Regions from separate parts of the Gossypium arboreum genome. Here region 2 is linked to region 1. A link is a contact called in public Hi-C data. All regions are on one chromosome and are shown on one strand. Each heading gives the region's core, a stretch centred on a gene start, on an enhancer-like site or on the middle of the called end of the contact. The rest is flanking DNA. Distances are from core to core; before and after follow the strand shown.

The links. A called contact is a pair of places that touch in the nucleus more often than the background predicts.
Region 2: a Hi-C map of leaf shows a contact between it and region 1, with 2.4 times the contacts expected there. The contact joins the promoter of LOC108467849 here to the promoter of LOC108469808 in region 1. A contact is called at or near these places in 2 of 5 Hi-C or Micro-C datasets (both in leaf).

Annotation. Positions count from the first base shown.
Region 1 is chr8:41,858,655-41,864,064 of ASM2569848v2, reverse strand. LOC108469808 (ubiquitin-conjugating enzyme E2 10) reads right to left here and starts at 3,140. Exons shown (of 5, transcript XM_017770857.2): 1 at 3,003-3,140; 2 at 2,795-2,874; 3 at 1,957-2,084; 4 at 817-921; 5 at 233-536. The coding sequence starts at 2,864. The coding sequence ends at 393.
Region 2 is chr8:42,057,094-42,062,234 of ASM2569848v2, reverse strand. It overlaps LOC108467849, which reads right to left and starts at 2,359. Exons shown (of 5, transcript XM_017768659.2): 1 at 1,973-2,359; 2 at 1,767-1,843; 3 at 1-1,621. The coding sequence starts at 1,518.

The DNA of each region.
Region 1 (5,410 bases), core at 1,891-4,390:
CAACACTACGCCATCCCTATCGGTGCTTGTGGGGCTTGGACAAGTCTTGTTAACCACAATAACATTGCCATAAAGGTAAATATTTTGAGCTGCCTTGCTTTCAACACTACGCCATCCCTACCGGTGCTTGTGGGCTGATGCCAAAGTTATACCACCAGAACCTGATTAGTTCGTTTTCCGAATGAAAAATCAAAGTAAGACTGAAAACAATGAGGATATTAAGAAAAGGGGATTTAAGTTTTGAAACATAATTTTCATACAAACAACTAACAAGAAAATTGGTTTTTAAGGAGGGCTAGGTCCAGTATGTAAAGAGGAGACAAATCACACAATTAATTTAAAGACCAAAGTCACAGGGAATGAAGCCCTCCTATTACATACGTAGTAGCACTTTAACCCATAGCATATTTTTGGGTCCAGCTCCGAGCGGTTGTCTCATACTTGTTCCTATCCGTTTTGTACATGTGGGCAATCTCCGGCACCAAAGGGTCATCAGGATTTGGATCCGTCAGGAGTGAGCAGATTGACAGCAACACCTAGAATCAAAATAGATAAAATAAGAACATATCCCCACACCTTACACCGGTAAAGTTACATAACAGAAAAAATCTTATTGTAGACCAGAGTCACTGGATGGTGCAAACAACTTGGCCAGTAGATGAAACGCTAAATTTTAAAGGCTTGCTTTTAACCTTCTGATTTTAAACTGGTGCAATTTTTTTAACGGCTTTATGAAGAATGGTTGACAGATAACGTTCAAATTAAAAGAGGTATATACTTCAAGACAATTAGGACTTAGGAATATTGAACAATAACCTTGGATATGGTGAGGGCAGGGCTCCACTGTTCCTTTAAAATATCAAGGCAAATGCTACCGTTGCTGTTAATATTAGGGTGAAATACCTTTGTCCTGAATGCAACCTAAATGAGAGCAAAAATAAAAAAGGCTAAAAGGAATAGTAAAAGAAGGGGAAAAGATTGGCTGAACAAAACTACTAGAGAAACTTGTTGGTCATGAATCAATGGTAAACAAGCATGTATATAGGCCATTACAGAAGAAAAAAGCATTAAGTATCTACACCAAATTGGTTACTACTATTAAATAAAATTTCTATCCGAAAATAAACTTTATGCTATTTTATCATTAACGAATGAAAACCATTACCGTCCTCATATTAAGGTTATAATTTTGTTATCATAGCATCCATTGACAGTAATTTTGTTTAACCAAGAAAGTAAATTATAGAAAACCCGAGGAGCTATTACTAAATATCTACATGCATGTAATAGACATGGCTTACCTGATACTGTTTACAAATGCAAAAATAACAATAGATCACATAAACTTTGGCACTGAAAACCACCTAACAGTAGCCTCCCACTCAAACAAACCGTTAGACACCCAGCATGCATAGATGCCCTATGGAGATTAAAGAACTTGTGTAACAGAATAAGCAAATAAAAACTAAAGAGAAATAAAGTAGAATTAGTGTTTACTCATTTCAATGCCAAGCAATGTTCGCACAAGTCACTTGCCCTGTCAGGACAACTTGTTGGCATAGTATTTGCAGTAAGGAATTAGCTAAATAATATGAAGGCTCTAAACAGTTATGTTAATGCATATTCCTCAAAAAATTGAAATGTAAATTGGAAAAAGGTAGGGAAATTCACCACATTGTGACAACAGCAGTATTGGATTTCTGAGGAGAAAATAGTCGTGTCTACAACACTTTATAGATGGTTAAAAAAGCAAAATTAACATGTTGAAATAATGAACTTGCAGTATACGGAGTGCCATTCAATTTTCTTGAAAAAACTTAAGACACAAAGTGGTATGTTTTAAAAGCAAAAGACAAGTCAAATGCAGATAAATATATAGTCAATAAAGGTAAAAGTACACAATATACAATAAAGTAAGAAACAAATGAGAATTAGATTACTAAGACAATAAAGTACCTTGGGTGGTTTAAATGGATAATCCGGAGGGAAATGAATGGTGACTAGAAACACCCCACCGGCATACGGGCTATCTGGAGGACCCATAATAGTTGCTTGCCAATGAAACATGTCTTCAGCAACAGGGCCTTAATCAATAATAAAAAGACGTAAAACAATAGTTTGATGGAATAACCAATTAGGAAGTAACCCAATGAAAATATTTTCCTCAATCAAATACTAATCTTTTTTCATATTTTCCTTTGAGAAAAATATAAGATGTTGCACTCCTAAATGATTTTAGTACCTTTAACAGAAATTACGAGTTTCTATCTGCAATAGATGACAATAGCATTACATTGTAATCATATGAATATTCATACAACTTCAGCTATACAGCAACAATTTCTTATGACCACGTATCAACTTAAGAAAAGGATATCCACAGCAACCAATGAGTATAATAAGACGTTAAAAAGAAAAATAAAAGTTTTGACAATATTGCGTCAAACAGAATCCAATGATGAAAACCTAAAAATTGAAAATGAAGAAAATAAAAGGACGAAACATACAGCAATTTCAATCAATGAAGCTAAACCTCAAAACCAAACCCCCTAATAATAAGTATAGATCCTTTATTTACAGCTCAAAATTCAATTATACGGCAATAATGATCTCATCTCATGATTTACAAAGACAGGATGCAGGTAACCGGAAAAAAGGATAAAATTTAAGAGAACAATAAAAAAAAGAGAGAGAATATAATGGAAACAAGACTATAATGACTATGAGAAAGATCACAAGAAAAAAAAAATCAAATCGGGGCAGGGAACAGATGAAAAGAGAGATGAAATTGAACCAGCGCTGCAAGAGGTAGGAGGATCTTTCTGGAGATCCTTGAGCTCCTTCAATATCCGCTTTGAAGCCATCACCTAAACCCTAAAAAAGAAAAAAAACAGATTTTTGTTACTTATATGAAAAAAAAAATCAAATCCAAGCTAGATCGCCCTTAACTTCAACAAAGATAACACGAAATAATTTTAAATTTAAGAAGAAGAAAAAGATACCTGAGAGATCCTCCCGTCCCGCTATTGTTTGTTAGTCGCTGCAAATAGCGGAAGAATAGTAAAGCATAGAAAAAAAAAAAACAGAGTTAAATAGACAGGTCCACGAAAATGAGTTATGAATAATTAAATAAAAAAGAAATGGGCTGTACTTGTCAATTTCTCATTGGCTGGCTGTCTTCGTGGACCTCATCCAATTCTATATTATTAAGAGATTTTCCTCTTTTGGACACAAATAATTTAGACTTATAAACTAATTCTATATATAATTAGATTTTATCATTTTTTGTCTTTAATGTCAGTATTCTTTTTTACTTCTTGTGAGATGGCTTCAACCAAATCCAACAAAACAATGTAATTGGGCCTCAACTTCATTGGCAATTGTTTTATATGCCTTCCAATTTGCTATAAATATAAACGAATGTTATGTTCCCATTTATGTTATCTTCCTCAGGAACTTATGTTGATGCAATTATAGGTGGAGAAGTGCCTAGCACCCATACCAGAGCATGCTAAACTATATAGCCTTTGATGGGAAGCTTTTGATTCAAATTTTTTTCTCCACAAAATAACTTCATCGTTAAGTACAACTTTTGTGATGTCCATGATGGTGACACAATTACTTTTTTTTTTCTTTGTATAACAATAAATCCCAACTTATACTCTTTTAAATTTTTTGTAAAGGAATTTTAATATCACCGGTCAACTACTATTGAGACATTTGATTATTGTTGTGACTTGGCATGTTAAGCAGCTTGATAATCCACACTTTGTTGATGGGTGGGTGGCTTTGGTGTTGGGATCCTTTCGATTCAATGCGAAACGTTTATCATACATCAAGATTGATGCAATCTCCTCATACTATAATTTTGGGTAAGCTCATAATCTTAAATAATTTGCTTTGTAACTGGACATGTAATGTTCTTTCCTGAAAACAAGTATTTCTCAATACTCTCACTATTGAAACTGTAATTAAATAGATGAAATCAATTTCATCTATTTTAGAGGCCAAGATCAAAGAACTTGGTCTATGTTGATGATTTGCTACCAGAGAAAGACCTCATTCATCATTACAAAATCGTTTGTTGGTCTCTTATTAAATATTTGTTTCATAGCATGCATACATGATACAATATCATTATACAAATTCTTCTATAACATATGTTCGGAGGCAAGTCATGTACATGAACGTATATCTCCATTCTCTAATTTTGCACGATGCAATTTTCTCTTATTACTTCTTTTTTAAAAAATAATTTTAAGAAGTTTAAAAATTTTTTTTGATACATTTCTTAGTAACGTGTTTCTTCAATATATATTATAAAAGTTTCTTCAGTATATTTGTGATAATGCCATGACCAAATTATCATTTGGAGAGTAGTTCAGACTTTGCTAGGTGATCGACTTGGCATTACTAATGGACGATATTGTGCCTCATAAGTTTGCATTTTTTTACGGCCTAGCCTTCTATTTTTGTAAAAAAAAACGTAAATATTATAAATTCTATTAAATATATAAATAAAAATCTCGGCGTGGAATGTGGGTATTATACTAGTATCTAATAGTTGTATAGTTTTCATGTAAGTGCATGAAGCTTGAATCAAGCAATGCACGAGATAGAGCATGTGTTGGTAACTTTGATGTACCTTTCTTTATCAATTGCAATGAAATTAGAAAGTGAAAAACTTGGTCCGGTTGGGCTTAGGCCTTGGGCTTCACTCGCATTTTCTTGGACGACATTATTACTATTCATTCTCCAATGCCTTGAGACATTTAATGAAAACTAGTTCATTGAGAAGGAAGACATTGTGGAATATTCTAATAATAGAAACATGGTTGCTTTTCAACAAAATTTGAATTTATAAGGGATGGTGGATAATGAACAACATGAGAATCTCTTTCACACATGATGCATGATTCACAAAAAGGTGTGTCATGCTATCATTGATGAAAGGAGTTATGCAAATGTGGCCTCCACTACATTGGTGGGAAATTGAACTTATCGATTACAAATCACCCATGACCTTATAAACTTAATTGGTTGAATGACTAAAGAGAAGTGAAGGTAACAAAACAAGTTCATGTGCCTTTTTAAATTGGGCGAACATATAAAGATGAAGTCCTATGTGATATGGCTTCTATGAATGCTAGCCATATTCTCTTAAGAAGGCCATGGCAGTACAATCGAATTGCCACTCATGGAAATGTTAAAGTTTAGGTGCCATGGCAATTATGGGTATTAAATTAGAAAAACTTTTTGTTTAAACGGGTTCTAGTGTAAATTAATGAATTTGATGGACTGCTTGGCAAATAGTTAGATTTCAATTGTTAGTCTCGTTACATTAGAATTAAATTTTCTTTAGTGGGAAACATTATGTGTAACATCCTAATTTTGGGTCTCGTCGAAATAG
Region 2 (5,141 bases), core at 1,110-3,609, 200 kb before region 1:
GATAAACTTCTTTACATATCGTAAAATCCGACAAATCGATGAGAAGCTTGGACGTTGATTCGGATCAGAGTGCCAGCATCTTTTGGTTAAGTTGGCAAGGTATTTAGGCGCAGTGTAGGGAAACAAAGGCCTCTCCCCTGCTCTAATATTTCGACTCACCTTATCCCCTTGAAGATGTCCATCTTCGAATGGCACTTTCCCAGTCAAGAGCTCAAAGCAAAGCATCCCAAAACTGTAAACATCTGCTTTCTCAGTGTACTTAAAGCTGGTGCCATTCCCTGGCAGGCAATGCTCTGGCTCTTGCAAAACTTCCGGAGCATACCAAATGCAAGGCTTGGTCTCATTCGGTTTCAGAGAAGAACCGGTCGTAGTTTTGACAGTGGATAAACCATAACCCGAGATTTTCAACTGGAAATAATCGTCAGTACTGTTTCTAGCTTTGAGAAAGATATTAGAAGGGTTTAAATCTCCATGGTATATCTTCTGTGAGTGAAGATATTCCATTCCTCTTGCAATCTGAAACATGAGATCAACCACGACAGGAAGACAAAACGAGACCCTCCGTTTGGAGCCACTCATGTAATAAGTAAGACCCTTGTTCACCAGCTCTTGAACCAGCAATACTTCTTTTTTTTCCTCATCGTAGAACCCGCAAAGGTATTGCAATATATTGGGATGTGAAAGTGAAAGAAGGGTGGAGATTTCAGAGGCTGATGTTTCAACATCCCCGAAGAAGTTTCTCAATGCAAAGCTATCACCCAGCCACTGGATTTCCTTGTACTGTCCCCCAACTCGTCGCCTCACTACGTAATCCCCTCCATTCAAGATTGAACTTGGGAAGAGTTTGCCAATACAACCCTCTGATCCAATGATTTTCTTGATCAACAAGTCAGCCAGACGCTGCTGAGTTTTGGTTGTGGATTCCGAACTGCTCTTCTCCCTTAGAGTTTCCACAAGATTCCATCTATCTTCTCTCCAAGCACGCTCGAAACGACTACAAATGTCTTGAGGGATCAAGTATTGCTTCCCAAATCGGAACTGGAAAAGTTTGGGGTCATTCCATTCCTTATCGTACTTCATTTTGAGAGCAATTCCCCGCCTTTGCATCTCGCCTCGGTCGCGCCCTGCTGTCTCTCCTGCCGTCTCGATGGCCTCGATGACAACGGGGAAGTGGGAAAGCAAATTGTGGATGTGGTTATGGACGCAATCCTTATTCTGGTGGAGGTTGATTGCTTTAACCCACCAGTCTCTCTTGTCCATACTTTGTCGGACATAAACTTCACCCTCTTTGAAGATCCTTTGAAGCTCTTTGAATGGTTGTTCGAGGGCGTTCCATTTGGTGTTCTTCTCGTCTAGTTGGAGGTTCAGCTTTATCTCCTCGGCTATTGTATTGAAAGCCGAACCGAAGATATCAAACAATAAACAGCACTGGCGTCGATTGATTTGAGAATCATCTTGTAAAACCATGAGAGCACCCAAACTTCCCAAAACCTCACCAATCTGCCTGAAGTGCTCCATTTAAAACCAAACTCTATGGACAATTCCCTTCGAATAAAATCACAAGGGTGCTGTCGAATCCTGGAGATGAAACCCCAGAATCAACAGCCCCCAAACACCAGGCCTGCACGTATATATATATATATATATTTAAAATGGTTATTTAACCAAAAGCACATATTGGGATGATCCCAAGAAATATTTAAAGAAAAAAAAACAAAAATTAAGGCCTTAATGGAAAATAAATGTTTTAAACCATATATGCAGACCTCTCAGTGACAAGTCTCTCTTTTCAACGCCAACTTTCCCTTTTGACTATTCTCTTCTAGAATCCCAAAATTTTGATCTGATGAAGAAAATATTCCATTTTTATTCCATAGAAGAGAAGAGAACATAAACACACAAAAAAAAAATCAACAATGAAAATGAAAATGATGTGCTAACAAAAAGGAAAAGAAATGAAAAGAAAGCTGACCATTCAACCAATATCCGTCAAATAGCACCTAGATTGAAGAACCCGACCAACTTTTTTTGTTCTTTTAGAAAAGAAATCTTAAAGCTTTGAATGTTTGGGAATTATAGGAAGATAAAAAAAAGTCAGCTGGAAACGTAAACAACCAAGCCAAGAACCTGAAATCTCTCAAAAAAAACATTTTGTAACGAAAACAACAAGGGACAATAACTGTAGATGGAATAACATAACAGAAAATAAAAGACAACAAAGAACAACATGGTTATCCAGAGTCAACTACAAACTTCAAAAATCACGTCCATCGAGTATCTGTTTCTAATCTATTTATAAATATTCTCCGGGATTTTCGTCTTTTCTTATGCTTAAATTTTTTTTTTTCAAAAAACTGTTACTCTCTTCAAAGGTCGTCCTAGAAAAAAGGTAATAGAAGCTTGTACGATGTCGTTTGGAAAGGATTTTAGCTGCCATTTTATATAAATATATAAAATAATAATGACGTGATTGTGATACATGTTTTTATTTTAAAATTATATTACAATTCCCAGATTATTGTATAAATAAATGATAAATGTGATTGTGTGCTCCTGATTTAAGAACTAAAATTAGAATATAAATATTAAATTAATCTCTCTGTTTTTTCATGTACAAAGAGTTGAAAGATTGTTGGAACTTGTTATTATTCAACCCCTCTTCTTTTGGAATAATTACCAACTTCATGATGTCAAGTCAACAGCGAAACTATTATTTTAAAAAGGAGCTAATCCACTAATTAAGGAACCAGCCTAACTTCGGATAAATAATAAATTTGATTAGTGAAACTTTGTATTAACCTATAAGAAAAGCCAACTCGAAAGTGAAATATAATTATTTCTCATTAATTTCATGTCCTTCACATATTAAACTTTAGGTTATAATATTTTTCATATTTTTAAAATTTAAATTTTCAAAATTTAGGTAATACTTATTATCTACACCATATTTGACATTTTGAAATAAAAAACTATTAATTTAATAGACATGTAAGAAAAAATAACTCAATTTTAATAGAAATTTTTAATGATATTTTTTATAAAATAAATAGACAAAGACTAAAGAACAAAGAGAATGAGAGCAGGGGCGGATACAATGGGGGCTAGCAGTGGCTCCCTAAAATGAAAAATTTATATTTAGGTTCTTGAATTTTTTTTAAAATTTTAAATTAATAAAGGTAAAATTTACTTTGACCCCCTTAAAATTATAAAAATTCGATTTAATCATTTAAAAATTATAAAGATATAGACTATAAAAAATTAAATTTTTATTCGGCCCCTAAAAATTTGTTCTAGCTTCGCCCCTGAATAAGAGAGTAAAGAGAGAGCGTATTTTATTAATCAATCAAAAGTCTCTATTTATATAAATGATAATTTTAATGGACATTTACTTAATAACATATTCATAACAATATTCATATTTAAATTTAAATTTTAAAATAAATATTAGAAATTTGAAACATATGAACTTAAACTTTATTATTATTTCTACTCTATAAGTAATTTCTTCTATCCAAGAAAAAGTATCCATGGAAAAGAGAGTATTTTGCAAACTAGAGCGATTACTATATTTAAAAAGTGAAGAGTAATTCACTTTGTGATAAAGATATTTAATTAATTTAAAATTTTACATATTATTAAATATAACGGTAGATATAGTAAAGACTTAATTTTAGTACACCCATTCTGACCAAGAGAATAAAAAACCCTCAATTATATTTTTTTATCCAAATGTGACAAATGGTATGACCTGCATGACAGTAGTCCTATTGGGTTATTCTTATAATACAAATTTGGAGTATACATCAGCAGCATCTTATCCTACGGCCAGTGGTTCAAGTGGGAAAAGAAGAGCCGAGAGGGGCGGCACGTCTCTAGCTTTTGGCCGCCAATTCAACCGTCTCAGGATTTGGTGACCTTCAAAATTAAGATTTTTGTTAATAATTAAATAATAGCCTTTTGAATTAAGAATTAAGAATTTAGATTTGGGTTTTATACTCTTGATTTTGAAATCTTTATAATATTTTTATATTTTTTAATATATTAAATTGAATCTTAATTAATTTGTACGTAATATTTATATTATGTTCTTATCATTTATATCATAATTGAAATTAAATTTTTAATTTTTAAATTTAAGTTCCAAAACAAAGCATTAAAGAAAATTATTTAATAATGGTGAATTCAACTATTTTTCTCATGAATTCCTATTTAGTCTGGTGGTCAAATATTGTTCATATTCACCACCACGATCACTTCTCATCATATTAATCTTTTTATTAAGTTGGTTTTCAATTTCCTGCTTGTAAAGAATATATTTATCTATAGCTTTGTCTTTGCTCTTAAGAAAATATACGTAGCAATATTTTGTGCTGTCATCAATGAAGGTATTAAAATATTTATTCCTTCCTCTCGTTTGAAAAAAATTAAGTCACAAACATTGCTATGTATTAGATTAAGTGGTTCTGTGCTTCTTTCAATAGTTTGAAATGAAGACTTTGTTAATTTTTCCTCAATACAAGTTTTACATTAATGTGAACTGAAGGAATGTGCTCTAAATTAATTAATTTATGTAAAGTAACATAATTAACATGTCTGAGGCTACCATGCCATAAATTAAATGACTCAAACAAATAAACAAAAGAAGAAGAAGAAGAAACATTCTTATTCATAGTTTTTGCTTTTACAGAGATTGCACTACATATCCCTTTCTCACAAACATTTCCCTTTTAGAAGAAACATTCTTATTCATAGTTATTGCATATGTTAGACACATAAGTTCATATCAGACACTTCCTTGGAAATTTCTTCCACAACATTGGCCTCGTTAGCTCTTTCTTTGGGATCCTACAGTCAGATGACTTGTGCCCCATCTTGTTGCAATTGAAGCCTTTTTCTTAAAATTTTTGCTTCTTGGAAACGCCACTTTTTGGTCCTAATTTAGATCCATTCTGATGTTGTTTTCCCTTCTTGTAGTCCTTTTTGACTTCTACGACGTTTGCCCTAGCATCATTAACATTTGCTGCTTTGTTGAACTTTTTTTCGTACCTTTATTGTCTACTTCAATGCGAAGTTTGATAATTAAATCTTCCACTGAAATTTCTTTTCTTTTATGCTTTAGGTAATTTTTAAAGTCATTCCAA